Linked DNA regions of Sus scrofa: all the other regions are linked to region 1. Evidence: chromatin contacts called from public Hi-C and HiChIP or PLAC-seq data. All regions are on one chromosome and are shown on one strand. Each heading gives the region's core, a stretch centred on a gene start, on an enhancer-like site or on the middle of the called end of the contact. The rest is flanking DNA. Distances are from core to core; before and after follow the strand shown. Region 1 holds the start of GEMIN8 (gem nuclear organelle associated protein 8). Region 2 holds the start of FANCB (Fanconi anemia group B protein). Region 3 has its middle 85 kb from the start of EGFL6.

Region 1 (4,274 bases), core at 1,199-3,698:
GGCCGTCTCCTCGGTCTGCTCTGAAACTTCCATTCCCTCTAGCAAGGAGGGTGTGGAAGAATCTGATAGCTCCTCACCTTCTTTTGGAGCTTTTACCTCAGTACCTGGCCAGCAGACAATTTCAAGACTCCTTTACCGTTAGGATAGCTGTGATGAAGCTCTGGCCACCTGAGCAGAAGTGTTGTGGGCAGTTGCTGAGGTCAAAGCACCGCTTAAAACAGTGATTCTCAACTGGGGGAGGAGTGTCACTTTACTCCCAGGGAACGTTTGGCAATGTCCAGGGACATTTTTGGCTGTCACAGATGGGGGGTGCTGCTGGCATCTAGTGGGTGCTGCTCAACATCCTTCAACGCACAAGAGAGGCCCCAGAACAGAGAATTATGCAGCCTCAAATATGAATTATGTCGAGGTGCAGAAACCCTACCTTCGACGGAAGGGACGTGAATCTGCCTCTCATTTCCCTCTTCCCACAGGCTAGAAGGGAGGTGCAAAGGTGTGCCATTTTGGATTATGCGTGCCGAGACAGCAAACTGAGGTGTGTAGACCCACAAGGTAGGTGGAATGTGATTCCCTGGTCTTGTGGGTCTACTTGACAACTCTGGACACCTTCCACCCAAAAAGAGAGTATATACACACAAACTCACAATACTATATATAGCCTATAACTCCTGGGACTCCAGTAACTACCTGAAACCCATCCAACTCTGAGCCTGCTTTGTTCTGCTTTCTCCAGAGGCCCCCTGAGGTCTTCCTCTCTGGTATTTTACCCCGCTTCCTCCCCCCCCCTTCATGTGGTTTCTTCCCTCTGGCAGGGATTCCACCAGAACCAAAACTGACTTATCAGCTTCCATCCATACCTGACTTTTCCCAGAAGATACCACATCCCTGCTATTCCCCCCTCCCCCCAACCCTTCTATCCACAGAGATCTTATTTCCTCCCACAATCACTTTCTGAACAATGGAGGACAGACCTTGTTTAAAAAAAAAAAAAACAACCCTCAATATAAACGCATTTTCTGGCCCTTGTTCTGCTGTATTTTCTGCATTCCGCTTACCACGGTATACAATTATATAATTTATTGTCTGTGCTAATTACTATTGTCCAACAGACATATATAATTATATAATGCATGCCCCATATAGAATGTTTAATGTTCTTGTAGCCACATTTATAAAGTAAAAAGAAAAAGGTAAAATTAATTTTTATACAAAATACGGTTTTTGGCCTATGGAAGTTCCTGGGCAAGGAACTGAACCACCACCACAGCAGCAACCCAAGCCACTGTGCCTCAAGAGAACTCCCAATTTGTATATTTTATCCAACCTAAACAGTCCTTCCTTAACATGTTGTCACTATTTAAAAATGAGATCTAGTCTTTTTCTCAAACGAATTCTATAATATCCACTGTGTAATATACCCTTACAGCCCGCCTCAATTCAGACTACATTTCAAGCTATCCACTCATGTTAGGAATCTAAGTTGTTTTCACTCTCCACTTTTTTTTTTTTTTCATGTTTCTTGGCATTTTTTTCAGTTACCTGCATCTTTTTTTTTTTTTTTTTTTTTTTTTGGTCAAATAGAAATTTGTTCACAAAGTTTCCATAACTCTATTTGGTTTCGTTTCTATTTATAGTTTCCTTTTTTTTAATTAGTGTATTCAGTATAATAACTTTATTTTCCACTTTTTCAAATAATTCTGCAATGAGCATCCGGTTTACGTCTTTTTCTTCCTTGGAATAAATTCTCAGAAGTGAACATTCTAGTATAAAAATATGCCCCCTTTTAGGGCTTTTGCAGCATTTTGCCAAATTGCCCCAGAAAGGATGTGCCAGTCTTTGAGTGGAGTATGCTTAGTTATTAATGATCCTCTGCGACGCTAACAGAACAGGTATTGCTGATAATGACTGTGATTTTTAAAAATGCTAATAAGCACTAATTTATGTTTATCAGGCACCAGCCACTCTGCACTATTAGTCACCTCTACGGGGCGAGAACCTGCGGCTTAAGGAAGTTAATAAACTAAGGGCTAGAAGTGGACTCAAACTCTGATCTGGGTGACTATTTTCAATGGCTGGGCGTCTCTCCCTGGGGCCACGAACACCCTCCCTTTTAGTTGAAAAGGGAAAGGCTAAGTAAACACCAGGGAACGAAGGTGAGAAAACTGAGAGAAGGGCGAAAAGCTAAAAGCCGCGGAACTGCTGCGGGGACCGCAGCCGCGCAGAAACGACCCTCACCTTCCCGCCTTAACGCCCGACCCCAGCACAGGGGAGGGTCTACAGCCGCGCGCCTCAATCTGGAGGCGAAACCCTACACCGGCGATCCCGACGCCCCGCCCCAAGGGGAGGAGCTTCATTCCCAGCCAGTTCCCCGGCGTGGCGCGGAACGCGGCGAGGACGTGACGTTGACATCGAGGGGCGGGACTTCCGGCGCTGCGCGGCGCGTCACCCTTACCGGAAGCCCACGTGTAGTCGCCCCGGCAACAGCCTCTCCTGCTCCCCGCATCCTCAGTTTCCCACCGGAAGTAGGTCCCTGCTCGCCCACCGCCCAGGATCCTCAACTTACGCGCCCTCGAGGTGACTTCGGGGGCGGCTGGGTTTCATTTGGGGAATGAAGGAGGGTCTTGCAGGCTTCTGAGCCTGGCTTTCTCTGAGGCCAGGAGAGCTGAGGGCTTGGCCGTCACGTTGTCGTCATTATCATCCTGAGGCAAGAGGTGGACACAGGCCCATGAGATCCCTAAATCGTTGGTTAATTGTGAGAAGGAACTGGTTCCAGAGCCTCTTGGCTCTGCCATGCACGAAAATCACTGGATGACTTAAATGCGCAGTTAAGTTAAATTTGAATTGCGCGAAGTGGGGCTCAGGCATTGGTAATTTTATTAAAGCTACCCAGGCGATTTTAATGTGCCGGGAAATGCTACGTTACACTGTCTGGAAAGTGAAATCAGACTTTGCCCACCCAGACCTGTATCAGAAGATCGCCCCGGTCAGCTTCATCCTTAGAGGGATGTCCAGAATATTGGCCCCATCTACTCAAAAATTGTTGTTTTCTTTCCCCTTGCACGTTGACCTCTGTGGGAGGTCAGAGGTTTTGATGGAAGTCATCTGGAGAGCATTTGGCCACCTGTGGTCCTCTCTGCACCTTACTTGTGGTGGAGAGTGTCCTTTCCCACTTTTCTTTCTTAGTAGTTAGGTGGAGTTGAACCAGTAGCCAACAAAGTACCTTTTAGCTCTGAAACCCTGAGAGTCCCTTAGAACAAATCAGAAGTTTCTGAAGAATTTTATTTCTTTCAGGAATGATTTTTAAAGTTGTTTCACAGGCTAGGTTCTGTATTCAGCTGTTTTGGACCTTAAGTCAGAACATTACCTGAAAGTCTCAAGATTAGTAACACAAGTAACGTTTCTGCAGTTACTTACTTTCAGCGTTCCCATGAATTGTGGAGTGGCAGTAATCTTTAAAAGTACAGTTGATACTAATGTAGTTTATAGGAATAACAGTCTCTTTGGGGTGGCACTGTGAACAGAAACCATGTATTTTAAAAGACTGTTGGCTAGTAAGTAACTTTGGATAGGCATAGCTGAAGGCAAGTTTACAGTAAGGTGTACAGATCTTCTCTGTGTTTGTGGCTGTCTTGGAAAAGGATATAAACTAAAGCTCCAGAGAGAATTTTCATTCTAAAAGTGTTTTACAGATGGTGAAGGATTATTTTGGTTTTTAGGATGCCACATTTAAGGATAGGATGGGATGATAAGGATAGATAGGGAGGGAAAAATGAACAAATAACCAAAGAGTAGAGGTCGGAGAATTCACGAAATAGTTGTGTTACTGTTGGAACTCCAGTTGGCCCTTCATTCTGCATTACTGGGTACGAAGGGCCGACTGTCCCCCATTTTGTGTAACTGACCTAGCATCTGCGGAATTTGGTATTGGCAGGGATCCTGGAACCAGTTCCCCACAGTCACTGAGGGACTTCTGTATTTCTCTACAATAGGAAATCCAGCTACAGAACTGTGAAAAAAATGAACGAGTGAAAGAAGAGCATAACTGTTTTTGATCAAAGGTCAGATGATTTGAAAATATCTTTAAAAACATATTCATGTATTTAAATGTCTGCTCTCTGAAGAGATTTGGAGCATTATAGTCAGAGTTATTTGAGTTACTAGCTAGCCAGTGATTTTAGGGAAGGTAGAGGTCGGAGGAGAGTGTTAACAGAAAACAACAATCCCCATAGCATCTGAGGGCAGGAAATATTAGCTGTGATTTTTTTGTGTGTGCT
Region 2 (4,274 bases), core at 697-3,196, 740 kb before region 1:
CCAGCCCTGGCCTAGCCACTAACACCAGGGACTTGGAGCAAATCACTTAATCTCTCTAGACCTTACTTTTCTCACTGGAAAACTGAGAAGGCTGGACCAATGAGACCTTTAAGATCTTACCTACTGCTCAATTTCTGACTCTATTCTGCTTCCTCCGTTGGGCACAAGTAAGTAACTCTTGGGGAGCACACTAGCTCAAGTTCTGGGTCACTTCTTAAAATATTATAAACCTTGCAGCTATGAGAGTTACATTTCTATAGAACATACCTCCAGAATTCTGTCTTTCCTGGAAGTAGTTATATTATTAGAAATGAGATCTCTGGGCTAAAAGTGAACAGAGTGCTTTTGCAACTCTCTGGTACAATGTTTGGGACGTGAAGAAAACTGACAGGGAGGGATTAAAAGACTTACCAAGTTATTCGGAACAGATTTCTTTATTTGTTCTAGGTCATCAACTGACATGTAATCTAGGGCAGTCTCAGGTTTCAGGGAACCTCTGCTCAGCACTAGAGTCAAGATATGGAAACTGGACTCCTTGCACAGGAACCAAAACGACTACTGAGGCAAAATACTGAGAGCCTACTATGTGCTAAGCCTGTGCCACACACTTTGATATATGCTTCTGTTTAATCTGCCTAACCTAATGATCTGAATTTCACAGATAGGGAATCAGGGGCTCAGGAAAGACAAGCAAGCTATTAAGTGGTTAGACTATTTACTCCATATTTATAATAAATTATCCTGCATGGTTTTCAAAATTACCATACAAGGATGAAATCAACACTTAAATATCCGACAACTCAGGTATCTATGACATCAGGACACGGAACGTTCACCTAAGAAATCAATTCTGGACACCCAGATACTTTGCTAGGTACAGTGTGGGATGAAAAGATAAGAACTAGTTCCAGCACAGGCAGGCCTACTTTGTGGATAGCGTGCTGGGTTGTATGAAGTGCAATTAAGCAAAATATCCAAGGAATCTGGATCCCCAATTAAGTACACGTGAATAGTATTACGGCCATTTTCAGGTTCATTTTCTCGATTTTTGCTGGTGAAAGGTCAGCAGAGGAAACGTGGACTGCGCAATGTCAAGTGTCCTGCAAGTTCCAGAAACTCCAGAGGCTAGAAACACAAATTTCCAACTTGCATTAACCCTTTAGGAAGCAATGGGCGTATCAGTTGCCCAATCAGTATACGTGCCATATTACAGAGAAAAAAACTTGGAAACGTTTACCGCACGGTCCCCCGTGAGGACCGAAATGGTCCCTAACGCCTCCCACGGAGACACCCTCAAACATCCCCAGCAAAGTTGGGGACGCTCACTGCACACCTGCCTTAACGCCGAGAACTCACCTGCCACATACTCAGCTTCGAACCTCCGTCGGACGTCAGCGATGAGCTTGGGTTTATTCTGGGCTTGGTACTAGAAGGGAGACACGAAAAAACGCTCGGACACCACGCGCACCACCCCACTTCCCTTCAGCCCAGCCCACCTGCACCTGGGCGCGCGGCCCCCGGGCCTCAGAGGCGGCTTCCGGATCCGCTTTGGGGAGGGGGGGCGGCAGCACACGGTGCGGTCTGCTCCTCACCTCGGCCATGGTTGCGCTCGCGGACGTGATCGCAGCTGCCGTCACCGCTTCCACAGCTGAGATCCAAATATCTCATCACTAGCCAAGCCGGCCCGTAGGTAGAAGGAAGGGCGGGACGTGGAGGCGGTCGCGTGACAAGGGAAGGCGGGCGGAAGCACCGCCACGCCGCCCAATCCAGTGCGGCCGCCTGGGTCTGCAGGCGGTACCAGGCCCTCAGCGTGGCTTTCCATTCGCTTCTCTTTCGGTCCCCACCCCGCGACCGTCAGCCGGCGGATCGCGGGCGCTTCCCCAGCCAAGCTCCGCCCGTGCGAGCTCCGTCTGCCATTCGTTTTCACAACATTCCCCGGAGGCCCCGCCTCCTCGGCCTCCCTTGGCAACCGTGCTCTGGGCTGTAGGGCAGGCTCCGCCTCCTCCGCGCAGGACGCAGCCTCGGGCCTGGGCCTCCCAAGATGCAGCGCGCGGGCGGGAGGTTTGGAGCTTCCTTACTTGGTGCTTGTTTGCGGCGTCGGGGACGCGGCGGCTGCGGGACGCGGGACCTCCAGCTCAGAGGTAGACTCGGCGGTGTGTGCCCTGACCTGACCTTCAACGAGGGGGTGGCGGGGCTGGGTTTGCTCTCCTAGTCCCTTCGTTACGGAAGAGCGGGAAGGAAGTGGGCGTCCCGGGGCCTGTGCTCGTCATTCTCTGGAAGGATAGCTAGATACCAAGTGCTTGCTCTATTGGGGGATTTTTTCGCTTGAAAGTTTCTTCACCTCTGCAGCGTCTTTCCCGCTTGGAGTGTGAGATATTTAACAAAGGATGTGTCTTCGAAATCTTTAAGACAGATATATAAAGGTCAAAGTTAGAAAGCGTCTGTCAGTTTATTAATGTAGTTCTCAACCAGGGCGATTTTGTCTCCCAGGGAACTTTTGGCAGCATCTGGAGACCTTTTTGGTTGTCGCAGCTGAAAACTACAAAGAAATTATAAGAAGAAAAGAACAATCCCCGTATTCTCACCATCCATAGTCAGCCATGGTGGACACTTGAGCTTTGCCCCAAACGTTTTTTATATTTGACTTTTTATGGGGAGAAAAGCCACTTTGTTTAAAAAGTATTTGAACACATCCCTGAAATAGTATTTCAGACATAGCTACAGTCTTTATCTGGCTCCACTGCCCAATGGTGATATTCTCTTCTCCACACTAATCAGAGCTTGTTTGTATTGGTTTAAGAACCTCTAAATTGAATCTTAGTTTTACTTGTTTTCAGGTCATTTCTTTCTGAGAAAAGAAAGTTACCACTTATTTCATAGGCTTAAAGGTTTATCTTATGAACATATGCTAAGAACTTTAAAAATGTATCCTCAATATAAAATAAAACATGTGAATGCAATAAGCTTTGAGATTACAAAAAGCTTGAGGTAAAAATTTATAAATTAATATATTAATTGCTTCTAATTTTTAACTCCAAAGATGGCCCATTTAAAATAACTTGCATTGGAGTTCCTGTTGTGGCTCAGCAGTTAATGGACCAGACTAGTATCCATGAGGACGTGAGTTTGATCCCTGGCCTCGCTCAGTGGTTTAAGGATCTGGTATTGCCGTGGCTGTGGTGTAGACCCACAGCTACAGCTCCCATTTGACCCCTAGCCTGGAAACTTCCATGTGCCTCAGGTGCGGCCCTAAAAAGACAAAAAACAAAACAAACAAAAAACCTTACATTGAAAATGTGCATGTTTTACAATACTGTTTCAAAATTTGAAAAATGACCTTTCATGTAACAGCTATTTATGTCTTTTAGTCTATTTGAGTTTATGTCCATGAGAATGTTGTTTGCATAGAGCTCATGCTAAAAGCATGTTGGGTCAAGATTATACTAGGACTTTGAATGCCGTGCCAAGCTTTATAGCAATGGTTTGCAACCTTTTATCTCTACATTATTGGTCATCCATCATCCATATATTCAATATACATTGTTTAGTGTCTGTCTTTCCAGGTTCAGGGATCATAGATCTGTCGGAAGTTGATGGGGGGTAGGTAGGTGCATGAAAAACTTTTGAATTAGGGAACAGAGATCAAGTTTGTGTTTTAGAACAGTAACTGAAGTAGCATAAATAAATTTGATATATTGGAGGAGAGAGACGAGAGTAGGGAGGACACGTTAAAAGGCTTTTACTGCAACCCAGGTGAGTGATGAAAGCTTAAACCATTGTGGCAGTTGGAACAGAGAGTTGGAAGAAACAAGTTTCTAAGTTAAGGATCTTGGTGATACCATTAACAGAACAGAATGTAAGAGGCCACATTTTCCAAACTCATAACTTTATCAACGTGCAACAGTACATACTCTAAAGTTTAGTGAAGGGGGCGATTCCACTAGCCGTTTAGCAATCAGATCCTCCTTACTCCTGTTACACTTGGGTATTGGCAAACCAGAGCATTGTGTTGCTTACACATTAGCTCTGACTTTTAATATTAAAATAACAAAATTCTTTTTTGGACAGAAGTTATTTTTGGTTCTTTTTAGTATTATTAAGAAATCTGGGAGTTCCTGTTGTGGCTCAGTAATAATGAACCCTACTAGTATCCATGAGGATGTGGGTTCGATCCCTGGACTTGCTCAGTGGGTTAGGGATCTGGCGGGGCTGTGGCTGTGGCCTAGGCTGGCAGCTGCAGTTCTGATTCAACCCCTAGCCTGGGAACTTCCATA
Region 3 (4,274 bases), core at 572-3,071, 540 kb after region 1:
CATTTATATTTAGTATTTTAAATTCTTCATTTTTTTTCCTTTTTTGAGGGCTGCACCTGTGGCATATGGACGTTCCCAGGCTAGGGGTTGAATTGGAGCTGTAGCTGCTGGTCTACACCACAGCCACAGCCACGCCAGATCTGAGCCACGTCTGCGACCTACACCCGCAGCTCGTAGCCATGCCATATCCTTTAACCCACTGAACAAGGCCAGGGATCGAACCTGCATCCTCATGGATACTAGTCGGGTTCGTTACCACTGAGCCACAGCGGGAACTCCAGTAAATTATTATCTTCGTGCAATATTTGTAAGCCGAGCCTCGGAGTTCTTATGTGCGAACCATATTGTTTTTTTTCCTTTCCTAGATAAACAGAAGAATCTAAGAACAAGCCCAAATTGGTTCACTGGGAAAAGACAGGGAAATAAATGGAGATGCTGGCCAGAGTGTCGCCACCCAAGAAGGGCCCTGCTCCCAAGAAATGCCTTTATTTCCAGGTAAACTGTCCTGGATCCATAAAGCCCACAGGACCCCCTCCCAAGCCAGTTTCCCCTCAGTAGAGGGCCATGGGGTCTCCAGGGCTGCCTGCGTCATCCGTGGGGTCTCTCTCACCTGACCCAGAACACAGCCTGGCTACAGGTCGTGCTTTTCAAAAATACATAGTTTTTTTTTTTTCATTCTGTTTCACATGGAGCTTGAAATTTTCCTTTAAATTTAAAACAAAGCAAAAAACCCCACAGATGACAGCAGAGGGCACCCTTCCCTCTGCTACGCTGCTGATGCACTCGGCACCTCCGAGAGGGAATCTGGACTTGGGTTTGTTTTTCTCATTCCTGGGATGGATGCTGGACACACATTCCAGCCTGAGCTGACACACCCATTACTGTTCTGGGGTCTTCCTCCATTTCCCCCGCTGTTCTCTTGTCTTTCAGCTGGTGATCTCCTATTTGGAGAAACACAGAAATGAAAACGTGGTGGCTGGTGGCAGCCTTGCGGGAGGACTACCCAAGCAGAGGGACCTAGGTCTTCTGTACAGTTTCCAGGGCCCCAGAATGTGCTAGAAACCCTGCTTCTTGATGGAAGCTGAGTTGGATGGTTGAGATCGGGGTTGGGTGCGTCCCCCAGTTGTTAACACCCCCAGGAAATGCAGGCTGGAAGCCATAAAATGCAGGGCATTCCTGCCCTTTGCCTCCACTCCTCATCTGTTCCTGCTATCTGCATGCCACGATCAATGTCACCCAGCACACCCTGGGGTCAGAAAGAGGGACCCTCGAAAAGCAGCAACTAGAGAACTGTGGGTGGATGTAACTGACAGACTCTCTCCCAACAGAAGAGCGGTCCCCACGGCAGCTGGGAAATGCAGACAGCCTTTCGGCTGGAAGGAAAATGGAAGATTCTATAGATTTTCCCAGGAGAGCTTGAGTAAGAAATGGGTATGAAGGTATTTATTCCTTGGATCAGGCAGTTTTCTACCTTTATTCTAGGTCACAAACTATAGAAATGATCCCCGGAAGTATAGGCTTTGTATTTATTCTAGATAAAATGCCCACTTTCGTTATCTGATTCTCTTTATTGTCGCATTATTGTCATTTTGACCTGGACTTCTCAGTCTGCCCTACTCCCCCCACAAAGAGGGCTGCAGGATTCCCAAATAAGGCAACAGGTTCCTGCCTGGCAGCGCCTGTGATCACGGCTGGGGCTATGTGTCAGGGAACCAAGGAAACAGAAAAACCATAGCCTTTTTTGGAAAGCCTCCTGCCTTTCTGGGTGGAGAGACGTGAGAACTGCTTTGCTGACTCATTCCCTCAAGGTTGAGAGGAGGCTGAATTTTGCCTTGTATGTCTTCAGGCTCACAGGTTTAGCGGCAAAAGTTGCCAGTCAGAGCAGGGTGTGTCTTTACCACCATTCCTTTAGAATGCTTCATTGGATTTGCAGACACACATGAGAAATGCCTGCCATCAGCATTCTCTCCCCACGGACTGCCTGGTGTTTTCTGATGCTGACATCATCGGCAAACCAAAGATGTCCCCGAATGTGCCTGGACAGTGGCAAGGTCCAAGTGGAGAATCATCAGTTATGCCATCTCCCGCTTCAAAATGTTTTCCTAAAAACACTAGTAGCCTTTCCTGAAAACACTGGGTCTTCCGAAAAACTCTGGCTCTAAACTTGTTCAGATGCTGCACGGCAGGTGACAAATAGATGGGGTCTTGGCAGAAATGGTGGGGCAGCCTCATCTATTTAGGGTGAGTGTGTGTGCTGGAGACCTTGTAAGGTACAAGCTGACTGATGCAACATATAAAGGAAAATGCTGTAACTTATTAGGTGGTTTCTGGAAACCACAACTGAGATGAATTCTGGGCTCTGAATGGATTGTTAACATATGCTAAGCTTGCCCCAAACTTCTTCGACTCTTTCTAAAACCCTATTTTTAGCTTTGCTGCCAATTACTCATAGGGCACCACTCCTTTTCTCCCTCTGTTTCTCTCCAGCAATTTATCTTCTGACTAGATTATAATTGGTTTAAAGATAAGACCAGATTTATATTCTTTGATTCCCACTCAGTGCCTAGCACCTAGCGATTACAGGTGCCCAGTTGACAAGGGTTGAAAGAACATTGTTAAAAGAACTACCCCTCCCTCCCTCTTTGCTCTCAGCAAAGGAAAGATAAATCTCTCTGTATTTTTTCCCTTTTCTTTACAGAAGTTACAAGTGAGTGGAAACCTTGCCTCAGAGTTTGTTCTAGTCCCGGGTCAACGGGAGCATGTGATTTGAGCCTGGAGCCCAGCCTCTGCAAACCTGAAGGTGAAAAATGAAGGCTAAATGGCGCTGCTGTTTAAATTGCTGCTGTTTCCTAGGTACTAAGATGCCCCTCCCAATGGGCTGGAAACAGGAGGAAGAGAAAAGAGAACTGGCCTTCGGAGCAAAAATAAGAGAAGGTGCCATTTCCGTTGCAGGTGGGAGAATCAAGGCTGATTCAACTGACCCTTAGTGGATTGGGCCTCCACAGTCCCCAAAGCATCACCCCCTGTCCTTTGGAAGCGCATGTGTGCATGCACATCCATCAAGCAGCAGACACTCAAAAGAAACTGAAATCCTGCAGCAAGACCATGGGAGTCTTTCAGCCGTTTCAGGGTTCTCAGACTAACCCAGACTGGAGCTTCTCCATTTGGCGTTCTTCGGTCAATTACTGTGTCCTGAGGGTTGCCATGATGGAGAAAGGACCTATGGGAGAAGGCTTTTCCAAAAGAGACTGGAAAAGCTGAGAATGGGCTCTGTCTTGGAGAGAGGCAGAGTCGAGCTCTTGGCTGGCGATAACAACGCCTAATGTCCCTTAAGGGATTACTCTCTGCCTGAGCTACGATTGAGGCTCTGTGCCGAGCACTCAGATGCTCATCAGTATGGCAACCACTCCTTGAGGCAGACACTGTCACTGTCCTTGATTTACAGATGGGGAAACTGGAGCACAGAGAATGGGATTAATGGGCCCAAGATTACACAGGAATGATGTGGGTTCAGGGGCACTTGGCATAAAAGGGTGACTTTATTCTTTCTACCTTTATTCGATTCTGGGAAGAGTCTGATGCAGAATGCCCGCTGAAGCTACTCCTGTGTTACCCTTCTCTACCTTTCCGTGAAGGCTCCCAGCACGCACACAGCCTTGTGTCCATGTCGTGAGAGCTGATGGATAGGATAGGGGAGGGGAGCTTGGCTCTTCCTGACTCCACTGTCGACAGAGTGAGGGGAACACCATCTCTGACTCTTGGTGCTAGAGAACCAGGACTGGTGGGGGGAAGGGCCTGCGATGCAGATGGATGCAGGAGGGAGGGGCGTGCTCTACCCAGAGGAAGAAGGCCTGAGAGAGGGGTGCAGAGAAGTGGACGTCACCACTAACAGACCCCAAACATCCGAGCAAGGACCGTGGGAGGAAACAGGCTTTCTGTTGTCACAAGAATAGTACAGTTTCCTCATCTGAAAGGGACAGACAGACAAAGAGAGTGCAAGGTAAAACGTTCTAAGACCGAGTAAGCATGACCTTGCAGCTCCAATAACTTAATGCACTCAATTTGCTATTCCCGTATGTTGTGAAATTGCCAGAAAGCAGCAGACATAGGTCCTATTTTGCCCCTTCCCCATTCCCTATGTTCCCCATGCCTGGTCAAGTACATTTCTTCAATGCCTTCCTGCCTTAGGCGTTGCAATCTGGTGCTCCGCAAAGTGGCTCTTGGGGTCTCTTCTTTTTGACTGCGCCCGAGGCATGTGGAAGTTCCCGGGCCGG

What was found. A called contact is a pair of places that touch in the nucleus more often than the background predicts. HiChIP or PLAC-seq counts read pairs in DNA pulled down with a chosen protein or histone mark.
Region 2: a contact with region 1 is called in a Hi-C map of liver, with 5 times the contacts expected there. The contact joins the promoter of FANCB here to the promoter of GEMIN8 in region 1. A contact is called at or near these places in 2 of 47 Hi-C or Micro-C datasets (heart right ventricle and liver) and 1 of 2 datasets of contacts at active chromatin or transcription factors (alveolar macrophages).
Region 3: an H3K27ac HiChIP or PLAC-seq map of alveolar macrophages shows a contact between it and region 1. The contact joins the enhancer-like site here to the promoter of GEMIN8 in region 1. A contact is called at or near these places in 4 of 5 promoter capture datasets (fetal liver, liver and skeletal muscle), 24 of 47 Hi-C or Micro-C datasets (blood, brain, embryonic fibroblasts and 12 more) and 2 of 2 datasets of contacts at active chromatin or transcription factors (alveolar macrophages and skeletal muscle).

What each region holds. Positions count from the first base shown.
Region 1 is chrX:10,669,361-10,673,634 of Sscrofa11.1, reverse strand. It overlaps GEMIN8 (gem nuclear organelle associated protein 8), which reads left to right and starts at 2,448. Exons shown (of 5, transcript NM_001244865.1): 1 at 2,448-2,574; 2 at 3,990-4,058.
Region 2 is chrX:11,406,630-11,410,903 of Sscrofa11.1, reverse strand. FANCB (Fanconi anemia group B protein) reads left to right here and starts at 1,946. Exons shown (of 9, transcript XM_021080514.1): 1 at 1,946-2,141. It overlaps MOSPD2 (motile sperm domain containing 2), which reads right to left and starts at 1,714. Exons shown (of 15, transcript NM_001195355.1): 1 at 1,593-1,714; 2 at 1,357-1,426. The coding sequence starts at 1,601.
Region 3 is chrX:10,130,813-10,135,086 of Sscrofa11.1, reverse strand. No RefSeq gene overlaps it. Among named protein-coding and RNA genes, the nearest start is that of EGFL6, 85 kb to the left of the region's middle. Within about 2 kb of position 1,821, at least 46 of the 83 cell types and tissues checked have an H3K27ac peak or open chromatin away from gene starts, as enhancers often do. A contact at or near this core is called in alveolar macrophages, embryonic fibroblasts, epiblast stem cells and 4 more, where this site is marked.